Linked DNA regions of Nothobranchius furzeri: region 1 is linked to region 2. The links are chromatin contacts, called in public Micro-C maps. All regions are on one chromosome and are shown on one strand. Each heading gives the region's core, a stretch centred on a gene start, on an enhancer-like site or on the middle of the called end of the contact. The rest is flanking DNA. Distances are from core to core; before and after follow the strand shown. Region 1 holds the start of naa20 (N-alpha-acetyltransferase 20, NatB catalytic subunit). Region 2 holds the start of col12a1b (collagen, type XII, alpha 1b).

Region 1 (6,482 bases), core at 484-2,983, 140 kb after region 2:
CCATCTTACATTGGTGATCTTCTTAGTCCCTACACCCCCAGCAGGTCCCTGAGGTCCAGTGACCAAAACCTACTGGTTGTGCAGCACCAGGCTAAAGACCAAAGGTGACAGATCATCTGCTGCTGTGGCCCCCAGACCCAGGAGCTCTCTCCCCCTGAGCCTGAGATCAGTGGACTCGGTGGTCTCCTTTAAAAAACAGCCGAAGACTCACTTGTTCAAGCTGGCTTTTGTATGACCTTTTTCACCACTCTCTTTATGCTCTCCCCACCTATTCCACCTTCCTCAGGATCCACTGATTTCCCTCTTTCCTATTCACTCTCTCTCTTTCTTTACATTTTAATCACAATTTTCTATTTTTTCCTCATTTAAAATATATTTTAAACACTTTCTAAATTCTTTTTTATATTTTTACATTTTTTGTTTTTGTGAAGCGCCTCGTGATTTATTTTGAGAGGCCCTATAGAAAAGATTTTCATATTTTCTTCTTCATCTTCAACTTTCTGGCCACTGACACACACCACTCACTCGCTTTCTTGATCTACGATGGTCCATTTACTTTGCTTTGCTTCTGTGCTCATAAGTATGGCTGTGACTCTTGACAGTGCCTTTGAAATTAAACAGGGAAACAGTTGAGAGTCATTGCCAAGGTCATGGAAAATTGCAGTTTGTGGGTTCAAACCAGGTTGTTTGTTTTGTGAAACAAGTCTGCCACCTGCTGGTAGGGGTGAGAGTCTGCTCCTCAGTTCAATGAGCCATGCTCATGGATCAGGGCATTGGGTTTGGCAAAAATGGACCAGCCTTCACCCATTCATACCATACCATATACCATACAGCTGACCGAAGTGCTGAACGTTACTAACGACATCGATGAAATTTAACAAAATACTCACAGCTTAAAACAATTAGGTCAAACAAAACTACCACTGAGATACGGCATTTAAAACGTACACGAAGGCACAAATAGGTAATATATATGTATGTATATATATATATATATATATATATATATATATATATATATATATATACATTATATATATATATACATATATAATATATATATATATGTATATATAGGTACTTGTTTACCTGGGTGGTCTGCACATACATACAATATACATATATTATATGTATACACACACACACACATATATATATATATATATATATATATATATATATATATATATATATTATATACATATATTATATGTATACACACACACACACACATATATATATACATACATACATACATACACACACACATATATATATAAATATATATATATATATATATATATATATATATATATATATATATATATATATATATATAGCATTGCATTTTTGTACTTTGACAACATTAAATATTTATTTTCTAAATAAATATTTAGATCCCAGCTAAACATTTATTATGGAGCTATATCCAAATATTGAATTTGAAAAATAAATATTTAGCTGGGACCTGTCATTTGTTTGGAGGAAATTAAATATTTATTTCTTAACTAAATATTTTGTTTGTAAACAAAGCTTTAAATAAAATGTTTAAGTAAATTAAATATTTATTTAACACCAAGTGAAATAATCAGCTTGCTAACTAAATATTTGGTTGATAACTTTAACATGGTGAAAATCTGATCGTGAAAACTGGGCTCGTTTCCCTCCTGATTATGGACTACATAACCCAGAATCTGTTTTAAATGAGGACTCTTTGGCATCCACACCAGCAGGAGGCGATGGTGGGTGTTATGTCTTTTTAAGTTACCTCCTCTCTTTCCGGTTTGGGGTCAAGATGACGACGCTGCGCTCGTTTACCTGCGATGACCTGTTTAAATTCAACAACATGTAAGTGTGTGATAGTACCTGCTCAGTCTGGGCTCAGGTGTCTATATTATTGTTGTGTCCTTTGTTTTACCGGCGGAGTGAGCGCGTGCTCCGGCTTACGTCCCGTTGGTTGATTTATTATTAATAATGTAGCTATAGAAGACAATAACGTTAACAGGTGTGACGTGTTTCCTCTTGCTTTCCCGCACAAACATGTAATAAAATGTTTTGTTCATCAGAAACTTGGATCCTCTGACGGAAACCGTATCCTGACTCAGCAGAACGAACCCATGAGAACGGCTAATTCATGCTTAGGTTCAGCTGTTTCCTTGCTTGTTTTTCTTTAACCTTTGACCTCCAGTATGGGATCCCGTTCTACCTGCAGTACCTGGCTCACTGGCCAGAGTATTTCATTGTGGCTGAGGCTCCGGGTGGCGAGCTGATGGGCTACAGTGAGTTCTTCAGTTTTCTCAGTGAGTTGATGACGTCATCGCTGCTACAGCTTATCTGATTGTTCCTGTCACCAGTTATGGGGAAGGCGGAGGGATCTGTAGCCCGGGAGGAGTGGCATGGCCACGTCACGGCGCTGTCGGTGGCTCCAGACTTCAGACGGCTCGGCCTCGCTGCCAAACTCATGGAGATGCTGGAGGAGATCTCAGAGAGGTTTGTGCTGGCAATCAGACGGAAGAGCAGACGTCCCTCAGAGACCTGATGAGACACGTGTCCTTGTCCTGCAGGAAGGGAGGGTTCTTCGTGGACCTGTTTGTGCGAGTGTCCAACCAGGTGGCAGTGAACATGTACAAGCGTCTGGGTTACAGCGTCTACAGGACTGTGATTGAGTATTACTCGGCCAGCAACGGGGAGCCCGATGAAGACGCCTATGGTGTGTGTGTGTGTGTGTGCGCGTGCGTGCGTGTACATATCTCTGACCAACTGTTTCTTCCTGCAGACATGAGGAAAGCTCTGTCCCGAGACACAGAGAAGAAGTCCATCATCCCACTGCCTCATCCGGTCAGACCAGAAGACATCGAATAACAGCTGACCCTCACCATCATCACTTCCTGGTTACTCGTCACACCCAGAGACTGATTATAGAAAACACGTGGCTTCATGTTTTTATTTCCTGTAAATTTTCAATGAACATTTCCGAAAAATATAAAAGTGTGTGTGTGTGTGTGTGAGACAAATGAGCTATTTTAGTTCTTTAACTGAAGGAAAACCAAGGTGAAGTTTCTCAAGGAGGACTCTGGTCTTTCTCCTCCTTGTTGCGCCGGCTGCCCTCTCTCTCCTCCTCCTCCTTCTCCTCCTGGCTGCTCCCGTCGGATCGGTCACCGTGTGTGTTCTGCTGCTCCGTCTCCATTTGGATGCTCTCATCCTCCGGCTGCTTTTCAGGAGTTGCAGGTTGGTGAGAGGAAGATTGTTCCTCCTCACCTGCTGAAGACTTGTCTCCATCGTCCCTCACCTGCTGCCTCTTCCACATCTTGGCCATAGCGAGCAGCTTGAGGTTGGGCTGGTTGGCAGCATCTTCTGGGAAGATGTAGTCATAGTATTCTTCCCAGCCTGCGTCGGACTGATGGGAACAGAAACACCTGATCAGCTGAGAACATCTGGACCATGAATAATTAAAGGTAACGGCTGGGGCTTCACCACTAACCATTGGACCACAACAGGGTTTTGAACCGACCACCACGCTCAGATGAAAGTATTCCTTACCCCGTCTTCAGCTGTCAGCTTCCTCCTCTTCTTCACCTTCTCAGGCAGCAGCTTCCTGACCCGGTCCCTGGTGCTGTCGGACCCAAACTCCTTCTCAAAGTCTCTCCAGGACTCCAGCAACATCAGCCGCTCCTCTTTCTCCTCACAGCTCCTCATGCTCTTGTTGGCCTCCTCGTAGATCTGGCGACACTTCAGCAGCCGCGTGGGTTCATCAATGGACAGCTCAAACTTGGCAAAACTGATCCAAACCTGCAGGAGCAGAACTGGGTCAGCGTGGCCTTGGGAGTTCGAACCGGTATCTGGTTAGACCCAGTCTCACCTTGACATGCTGAGTGCGCTGCAAGAGCCTCCTGTAAAGGTTCCTGGTGTTCTCAAACTCCTCCTGCTCGATCTCAAAGTCGATGTAGGACTTCCACAGAACCTGAGAAGAGAACAGGGTCAGAGGTCTGAGTCCCGTTTGTTCTGCAGCATAAAACTAAGCAGTCCAAACCTCAGGCATGTCCAGTCGTGGCTGTCCAATGGCAAGCTCGAAGATGGCCCGAGCTCGATCCATGTCTCCCAGAATCGTCTCCAGTTCTGCAAACTTGATCCAGGTGGTGCAGTTCTCTGGGGTGAACTCCAGGTACTTCTCGTAGAGCTTCCTGCAGCGATCAAACTCTCGCAGCTGCAGCTCCAACTCGATGTACCCCTTAAACAACTTGTTCTTGGGACATTTCCCGATGGCCGTGCCCTGCATGGGGGTGGGGGGTTTAGCCTGATTGATACTTCTCTGTGAGCTCCACAACGGAGAGATGCACACGGAGTGTCGGAAAGGTTTTCACATTCGACTTTCTGCTCAGGCAGCGGAGTGTTGGAGAGCGATTCCACGCCAGGCCAACAGAGGGCGTAGCGCTGTTCTGTGGTATCCTGCCACCATGACCCCGTCCCCTATAGTGTATTTACTAACACGGACTAATGTGTCCCTAACCTCAACACCCACGTTTCCCGTGGTTTCAGGCCACGCTTGCTCTGTATTTTGTACTCCTTCACTCACGGGTGAATAACGTTCATATTTTCGGACCTTATATTATATTTATTTAAAGAGCAAGACACCCCCTACCAGAGTATTACTCCACTCCCACTTCCTGTTTGAAAAATGCATTAAATGCTGTTGCCTAGCAGACTGAGAGGGCGGAGCCGCTAACAAATACGCACACACACAGGCTCACAACGACATTGTGACATCATATGGTACCAGCTAACATTCTAGGGTACCTCTTAGCCAATAGCGATGGCAGATTTAAATTCAACTACAGAGCAGAGTTTTTACCTGACAACGGCACAACACTGACAGTTTTAGGCAGAAAATTTAAATTTTAACTAAAATGCACTAAAGTGCTAAACTATTGACTACACGTGTCTGCAGCACGATTAGACACGCATTTGTATAGTTTATCAGAAAAAAAAAGTTGATTTGGGGGTGACTTGCTCTTTAAACATTTATAGGGAACCTTTGGAACAATCAGCAGCAGCTGCTCAGCTGAACGTTGGGCACGAGTGGGTGTGTAGAAACGCAGGTCGGCCAGGTAAGAGGGTTGGGGCAACGCAGAAGTATAAATCAGGCTTAAGGTTGTGTGGTTTGGTTTTACAAGAGTGCAGCGCCAAAGCTCACCATGATCTTTCTGGAGTTCTGAAGATTCTTTTGTCGGATTTCAAACTGAGCATGAAGCAGCCACATCTTAGCAAATGTGAACTGAAAGAGAAGAGAAAGCACGTCACAGCCTGGTGGTGGTGGGGGGTTACATCATGGTGAAGTTCTAAAGACCTTCTTGTGAGGGATCAGCTCCAGACAAGCCTGGTAAACCTGCCTCGTCCTCTCCGGGTCCTGCCGACACATGTCACCGTTACACCGGTCCGTCAGCGCCCTCTGCAGGAACGCTGCAGGACCACTGACCTTGGTCTCCAGCTCCTCGTACAGAGCGTAGTTGATCCACAGGTAGATGTAGCGCCTCCAGTGTCTCTTCTCCTGCAGGGGGGGCACATTGGCAATGGCTCGTTCGTAAACCTCTCTCACCGTGTCGGCGTCCGCATCGCTCTCCACCAGCCGCAGGTAATCAAACCAGGCGTCGTAGTTGTGTGGGTTAGCCTGAAGGACGAGAAGTTGCTGAGTTTGGGCCACACAGCAGAACACCTGCCTCTGCACACCTGAGCCCAGAACCAGACTTCATCTCTGACCTCCAGACAGGTGAAGTACCTTCACTTCCTCTTCGTACTGGAACCTCCGTTTGCTGACGATCACATCTTCGATTCCTCTCCGGTCTCCAAACTTCTTTTCAAACATGGTGTAGTTCTTGAAGAGCTCCTGGGCCTGATGTTTGGGGATTCTGTCCAGTGCGTACTTGTAGATGACTCGAACACGCTCAAACTGTCCAGAACAAGAACAGAAGTAAGAGAATCCACCCAAACAAACCCATAAACAAAGTTCTGATAGCACCCACCTCCTTCTGTGTCTCCTCAAACTTGGCAAAGGCCACAAACAGGTTCTCCTCCACGTGTTCCTCCCCGAAGAACTCCACAGCCCGCTCGTACACCTTCCTGCTGTGAGCCACATATCCGTGCTTCTCCTCGAAGCGAGCGTATTTGATCCAGTTCTTCACCTCCGGGTGAACAAGGACGAGTGAAGACGAGTTAAAGAACTTCCTGTCTGTTCAAAACCACGCGCAGCCCATCAACCACCAGAACCAGGGTTAGTTAAAAACCGGGTCAGAAGGAACAGAGATGTTCTCCAGTACTCTGTAGGATCAGGTTTAAGGCATTATGGGTCTGAATCTGTAGCTGAACCGGGTCACAGATCTTTGGTGTTTTAATTCGAGTCTGACTGGACCTGTTCCGGTTGTTTTTATGGAACGTGTGTTCTAACCCCACCATTCTAGGTTCTACTGGGCTCCAGTAGAAAGGATATA
Region 2 (6,186 bases), core at 776-3,275:
GGGGGCAGTTCCACTGTACTGGTGGTCTCCTTATTTAAAAAGAGGGACTGCAGGATGTGTTCCAACTAATGGGCGACCACACTCCTGAGCCTTCCTGGTAAGGTCTTATCAGGGATTATGAAGAGGAGAGTCCAATGGATTGTCTAACCTTGGATTCAGGAGGAACTATGTGGTTTTCATCCTATCTTGGAACACTGGACCAGCTCTACACCCTTAGAGGGTCCTGGAGGGTGTGTGGGAGCTCGCCCAACCAATCTACGTGTGTTTTGTGGATTTGGAGAATGCGTTCAACTCGTCCCTTGTGAGGCCCTTTGGGGGGTACTTCGGGAGTATGGGGTACCAGGACTGATACGGGCTGTGTGGGTTTCTGTATGACTGGTATTAGAGCTTGGTAGTGGGTACCCCATACCAAGGGAGTTTTCCTCTCCACTGTCGCTTTATGCTTGCTTAGTATGAGGATTGCTGTATAGTCACTGTCACTAGTCAGTGACTTGATGCAATTTGCTGGGTTCCTTATATAGGAAACATTATTTCTGATTGGCTTAATGAACTGACCTGAATTGGAATGTTTATTATGTGAAGTGCCTTGAGACGACTCTTGTCATGATTTGGCGCTATATAAATAAACTTGAATTGAATTGGTCTGCATTGCCGGCAGTAAGTCGGGCTCATTTCTCGCGAGAGTTGGAGTCTCTCTTTTTTTTTTTTTTTTTTTGCAGATGATGTGGTCCTGAAGACTTCATCAGAACGTGATCTCCAGCTCTCACTAGAGTGGTTCGCAGCCAAGTGTGAAGCTGCTGGAATGAAAATCAGTTCCTCTAAATCGGAGACCATGATCTTGAGTCGGAAAAAGGTAGAATGCATTACTTGGTTATTTTTTTGACACAACAAAATAGTTGTTTTACCTTGTTTTTGCTGATATTTAGAACCAAGTAACACAGTTAGATGAAATGTACAGAATGAACGTACAAAATACGTTTAAATGAACTCTGAACTACTGTGCCACAGTCACCCTCCTCACCTTCGCCCAATATGGATAAGGTGCCACACCATATGTCTGATTTTGTGGAAAAGAATAATAAAATGTGTTCTCTAGTTGGGTAGGCACCTTCCACAGTAGAAGTAAATGGGGGTTAATGGAGACCCATCCAAGATGGTGTGCGGTCACTTCAGCACCAGTCCAATGGTCTGTGCTCCAGAGAACAGCTGATCAATGACCTGACCTGTATTGGAATGCTTACTGTGTGAAGGTCCTTGAGACGACTCTGGTCCTGATTTGGAGCTTCATAAAAAACTTGATTTCAATTGAACCATGAAAACGAGTCCCACTCAGTGAGTGTAGAAAAGAAGTCATAATGGTGCGCTGGGTGTAGCAGCTGTAGGCCTGGGGTACTGACTGTGTAACACTGCTTTTATGTTTGTTTTAGGGTTAGGATTAGGGTTGGGCAGCAGGTTAGGGTTAGGTACAACACCGGCCCTCCAGGACCAGGATGGAATAGCTCTGCTGTAGGCTGTGTACGTATATGAGTCACTCTGCGTTACTCCAGTTGGGTTTTGAGTGAGGAGACCCACCCATTATGGCAGCGATGCTGTTACGCTCTCCAGCACCCAGTGGAGCATCTACGTATTCATGTCTATGGTTTAGGCCCGAGGCCTGGTTCGGGTCGGTTCTGGCTGGGAACAGGAACATCTGGACCTGAACCCGCATGCTTAGATGCCTGATTGGCAGAACAGATCGGGACTGACGTCTTCGGCAGCTGATGAAGGTTCTCCGCAGCCTGGAGGCTCGGATTATTTTACGTGATTAATGGCGACATTAGGCTGCCCTCCAGGTGAAAGGTCATTTTTGGTTTACTGACCTTTCTGCGCCCCCTCCCCAGCCCTCCCCCAATAGCCGCCTTTGCGCCGCTGTCACGCAGCCGAGGCGCACAGGAGCTCTCCATCAGCGGAAAGGAATGCGCCAATCTATGTAAAAGTTTCCTAGTGAGAGAGAGGCTGCCAACCCTTTCCAGAAGTCAGGGTGGAACGGCTGGATGTCGTCAGCGCTGTTTGCGGGGCTGGCCGACCTGGGAGCTGCCCTCCCGTTAAGAAGCAGATCGTCTGGAGACTCGGCTCACTCGGAAAAGGATCGCCGACGCGTCCAGAACCACCAACCCTCCCTTTTCTCAGACTTCAGCTATTTTTTAACAGATCTAAACCATCCAACATTTCCATCTGCAGGTCAGTCCCGATCCCGATCCTGATCCTGATCCTGTGTCTCTGGGGAATCTCAGGTGAAGAGAATGTTTTTTGCTAGATTTGTTGACTGTTATTTGATTCTGTTTGCTTTCTGTGACATTAGTTTGGATTCGCTGAACGCGGTGACTATGGGCACCGCGGTGCGTAATTGCGCACGGTGCCAAAGTGAACTCTTAGGTATAATTAATCAGATAAAGATAAGAACTAAGCCTTGTGGTATAATGTGTGATGAGATGTTCTCCACTAGGCTGGACCGCTTGAGTTCTGCGGACATCTGCTGTTCTGATGTGTTTTTAGTCCTGCTAGATTCGGCATGGCTCCGTTCCACCGTGGTACCACCACGTCTGATCAAATCCACCCGTTTTCTCTCAGTTTTCATGAATGTTCTGCTGAAGCAGAGGAGCTGAAGATGAAGATCAGACTGTCTCTGGCAGCTGTGGTCCTCCTGGCGCTGCTGCTGTCCTCCTCTCAGGCCCAGGAACAAGGTAAAGCTCCCCCTTCTCCTCCTCCTCACCTCCTTAATCCTTCACATCTGTCTTCCATTTCATCTCAACCTCTTTGCTCCAAAATGTAAAAGTGATTTAGTTTGAATAAAAACGTGACAAAGAAACGTGTGACTGAACTGGTTTTTCCTTCCAGCCTTCGACTTTTTCCAGATTTCTTCATCAGAAAAACAGCCTGCTGTAGATTTATGGACTGAAGCGCTTTTCCAACCAGATGTTGTCTCTAAATCAGCCTAAGCCCGTTGGAGCAGTGACGTCAGCAACTCCTGAGCACAAAAGAAAGTCACGTGGCAGGGTCTTCTCTTTCCTCTAGTTTTAGGATTTGTCAAGTCTGTTTTCACTTTGGCTTCGAAAGAAATCACATCTAGTTGGTTTTAGAGGAACTTTAATCCGAGCTGGCCGCAGTTACGCCCTTTCAGCAGCAGGAGGCGCTCCTGCTCTTTTTCCTGACGAGATGGAAAATTAAAAGTCTGGCTTTCCCACATTTCCCAGAAGTTTGACTGTTGCTGTGTGAAGTTTGTGCGAAAGAACAAACAGGAAACCCAGAAAAGTGCGGTAGAAGACTTTCTCTCTCCTCCCAGAAGAATTTATGACCTTCTGGGGGAGGCGGGGAGGTGGGGGACCCAAAGCTTAGAAAGATGAAAGGACAGGTAATAAAAGCAGTTTGGTCAAGGGTTAAAAGGGGTGGGGTCCACAGGCCAGCGTCAGAACCGTCTCCTGCAGGACTTGGATTCACCAGGTTGGTGGCTCCTTCGTTTTTACTGTCCTGTGATCGTCTGGGTCAAGCCTGACTGGGTCTCCGGACCTCGAGTCTCGGCTTCACAACAATATTTTCTACTGATGCTCTTCGGTCCTACTGGTTGGTGGTCTAGTCCGCTCCGTTAGCTAGATGATCCTGTGCTCTTCCTGCTGCGGATCTGTGGTTCCCAAACCAAGTAGCCCAGAAATGTGTGATGTAGCCAACAGGACTGGGGTTGGACCGTGTTCTCTCAGAAACATTTAGGATTTTTCTTTAGCTGTTCTAACAATCATGCTATATAATAGCTTCAGTTTTATTTTGATTCATCTCAGGGCCCCTGTAGAGCTCTTGGTGACCCGCTGTGGGGCCCCGAGCCTAGCATTGGGAACCACTACGGAGCTGTGAGGAGAACCAACGGCAGTCTAGAGAAGGTAGAAGGAAGAGACGACCTGACCCAGCAGACTGGTCCTGTAGAAGCGGACCTCTAGCCAGACAGGCTCTGAGAAAACCCCAACCAGAAGAACATCAGTGTAAAATATTTCAGCCCCCTTGTGGGCCCGTGTGTACGTGGACACGTGTGTGTGTGTGTGTGTGTCTGCTGCTCCAAGTTGTTGGAAACAACTTTCCACGTACACGTGCATGTTCACCCAGCTCTGAAGAACCCTGAACACAAAGGATGCACCAGTGTACTCGTGCACTCCTTTACCAGGTTTAGCAGTGGAGACCAGAAAAGCCTTCTTGGTGGATCCTCCTTGCTCCATTTTGGCTTCTTTGATTTCAGTCATTCCTCTGGAAAAATGGAGTGTATCCAAATTTCAGATGTTTATTTTCCTTCCCGTTGTTGTTGTTTGTGACGTCAGCCTCATGAGCGTTGTGTGTGGCCCCTTCTGCTCCAACAGTCGGCTCGTCTCTGACTTCCTCCTGGAAGTGTGGACTGTTGGGTCTGAGCATCACATACAAGCCCTCCTAAAAGCTGACCATTAACGCTGACCATGCTTCTCTCTCCACAGTCGACCCACCAGCAGATCTGAAGTTTCAAATTCTAAATGAGAATTCAGTAAAAATGACGTGGAGCAGATCGCGGTCACGGACGGAAGGCTACAGGATCCAGGTGGCCTCCGCCTCAGGTGGGTGCTTGTGTCACCTGCATGATGTGCAACACGAACTTCCCTCTGCAGACAAGTTTCCACCTGCATGCGTTGAATTCTGGGAATTTTGACGCTACAAGGAGAAGGAATGTGACTGGGTGAAGATGCCAGCGGATTTACGGCTGTAGCTCAGGAGTGTCGTATCGTTATTATAGGGCGACGGTGGCACAGGAGTTAAGACCCCGCCCCCTAACCAGAGGGCTGCAGGTTCCAGCCCAGTCTGTTGCAGTTGTGTCCTTGGGCAAGACACTTACTCATGTTGAGTGCTGGTGGTGGTCAGAGGGACCGGTGGTAGTTTATCACCATCTGTGTGTGTGTGTGTGTGTGTGGGGGGGGGGTGGGGGTGGGGGGTGGGGGTGGGTTAAGGTTAAAAGAAAGGACTTGTAACTATTTTCTCATGTCTGATGAACGTGTTGAAGTAACGTTCTGCTGCAGCGAGACCCTGTTGTTTACTCTCGTTGTTTACATTCTTCTAAAGCAGAACTCAGATGCTGGAGAGAATAATGGTCAGAGATTTTCTGCAGCTTTCAGCGTTTATTAAAGGTTTATGGTGGATAGTTTTCATTAAAGTGTTTATGCAGCTATTCCAGTCGTGAGGTCAGCCGTCCTCCAACTTCAGGTGACATCATGGCTTCCTTCTGAATTCACGCATTCTTGCAGGAGAAGAACCCCGAGAGTTTTCTGTGGCTCCGACTGTAACTGAGCTCTCCATCCCAGACCTGAGCCCAGATGTGGACTATGTTGTCACCGTGGTGGCGTTTGCCGGATCAGCGGAGAGTCTACCCGCCTCTGGCCAGATCACGCGTGAGTCACCGTCTCCGTTACTGAGACCACGTGGAAACTCTCGCCAGACACACAGCAGGTGTTCCTGCAGCTGTTTAACCAATCACAGATGTCCTTCAGCTGAGGTCGGGAGGTGTTCCTCACAGCTCCTACTTTAATCTGGCTTCATGGACGCTGATTTGGTCCTTGATGTCAGAAACTTTATTTCCACAGAAACTATAAAGCCAGAGCCACCGATGATTGATGTTTTTCATTTATAAAATCAACAGAATAACCAAGAAAACATTTATTTTAAAGGTAAAGTGATCAAAGCCTTCAGGTTGTTCCAATCATGATCCTGGTTCTGGTCTTCAGGACCTCACATGGACTAGTCATGGTCCACCGTTCCCAGGATCCACCCATTTCCCTCTGTACTATTCTCTCTCTCTCTCTCTCTCTCTCTCTCTCTCTCTCTCTCTCTCTCTCTCTCTCTCTCTCTCTCCAGTGTTTCCCCTAAGAATTTTTCCAGCTGTGGCGGCGGGGGTGGGGGGCTTGGGGAGAAATTATGACACGTCTCTAAATAAAGTAAAAATTTCCAGTGCAGAGAGGGGACAACCCATAGAAGCACTGATTTGATCTAATTTCAGAGAAAAGTAGAACAGGTTAAATGTACCTAATAAACAAAATTACTAACAAACTCAGGAATCTGTTTCTTTGCTTCACTGTTCTGGTGCTGAGAATATCACTAATGCGGATCAAAGGAGATACACAGATGAATGCACCTCTTATTTATTAT

What was found. Hi-C and Micro-C count contacts between places; a contact is called where the count stands out from the background.
Region 1: a contact with region 2 is called in a Micro-C map of tail fin, with 19 times the contacts expected there. The contact joins the promoter of naa20 here to the promoter of col12a1b in region 2. A contact is called at or near these places in 2 of 2 Hi-C or Micro-C datasets (skeletal muscle and tail fin).

What each region holds. Positions count from the first base shown.
Region 1 is chr2:17,428,118-17,434,599 of NfurGRZ-RIMD1, forward strand. It overlaps naa20 (N-alpha-acetyltransferase 20, NatB catalytic subunit), which reads left to right and starts at 1,734. Exons shown (of 6, transcript XM_015948264.3): 1 at 1,734-1,848; 2 at 2,067-2,091; 3 at 2,189-2,279; 4 at 2,355-2,490; 5 at 2,565-2,710; 6 at 2,777-2,988. The coding sequence starts at 1,796. The coding sequence ends at 2,862. It overlaps crnkl1 (crooked neck pre-mRNA splicing factor 1), which reads right to left. Exons shown (of 14, transcript XM_015948263.3): 5 at 6,482; 6 at 6,018-6,196; 7 at 5,774-5,944; 8 at 5,474-5,665; 9 at 5,345-5,404; 10 at 5,192-5,272; 11 at 4,031-4,270; 12 at 3,860-3,961; 13 at 3,541-3,789; 14 at 2,931-3,397. The coding sequence ends at 3,062.
Region 2 is chr2:17,287,073-17,293,258 of NfurGRZ-RIMD1, forward strand. col12a1b (collagen, type XII, alpha 1b) reads left to right here and starts at 2,026. Exons shown (of 76, transcript XM_070544698.1): 1 at 2,026-2,220; 2 at 2,611-2,723; 3 at 4,491-4,607; 4 at 5,289-5,432. The coding sequence starts at 2,648.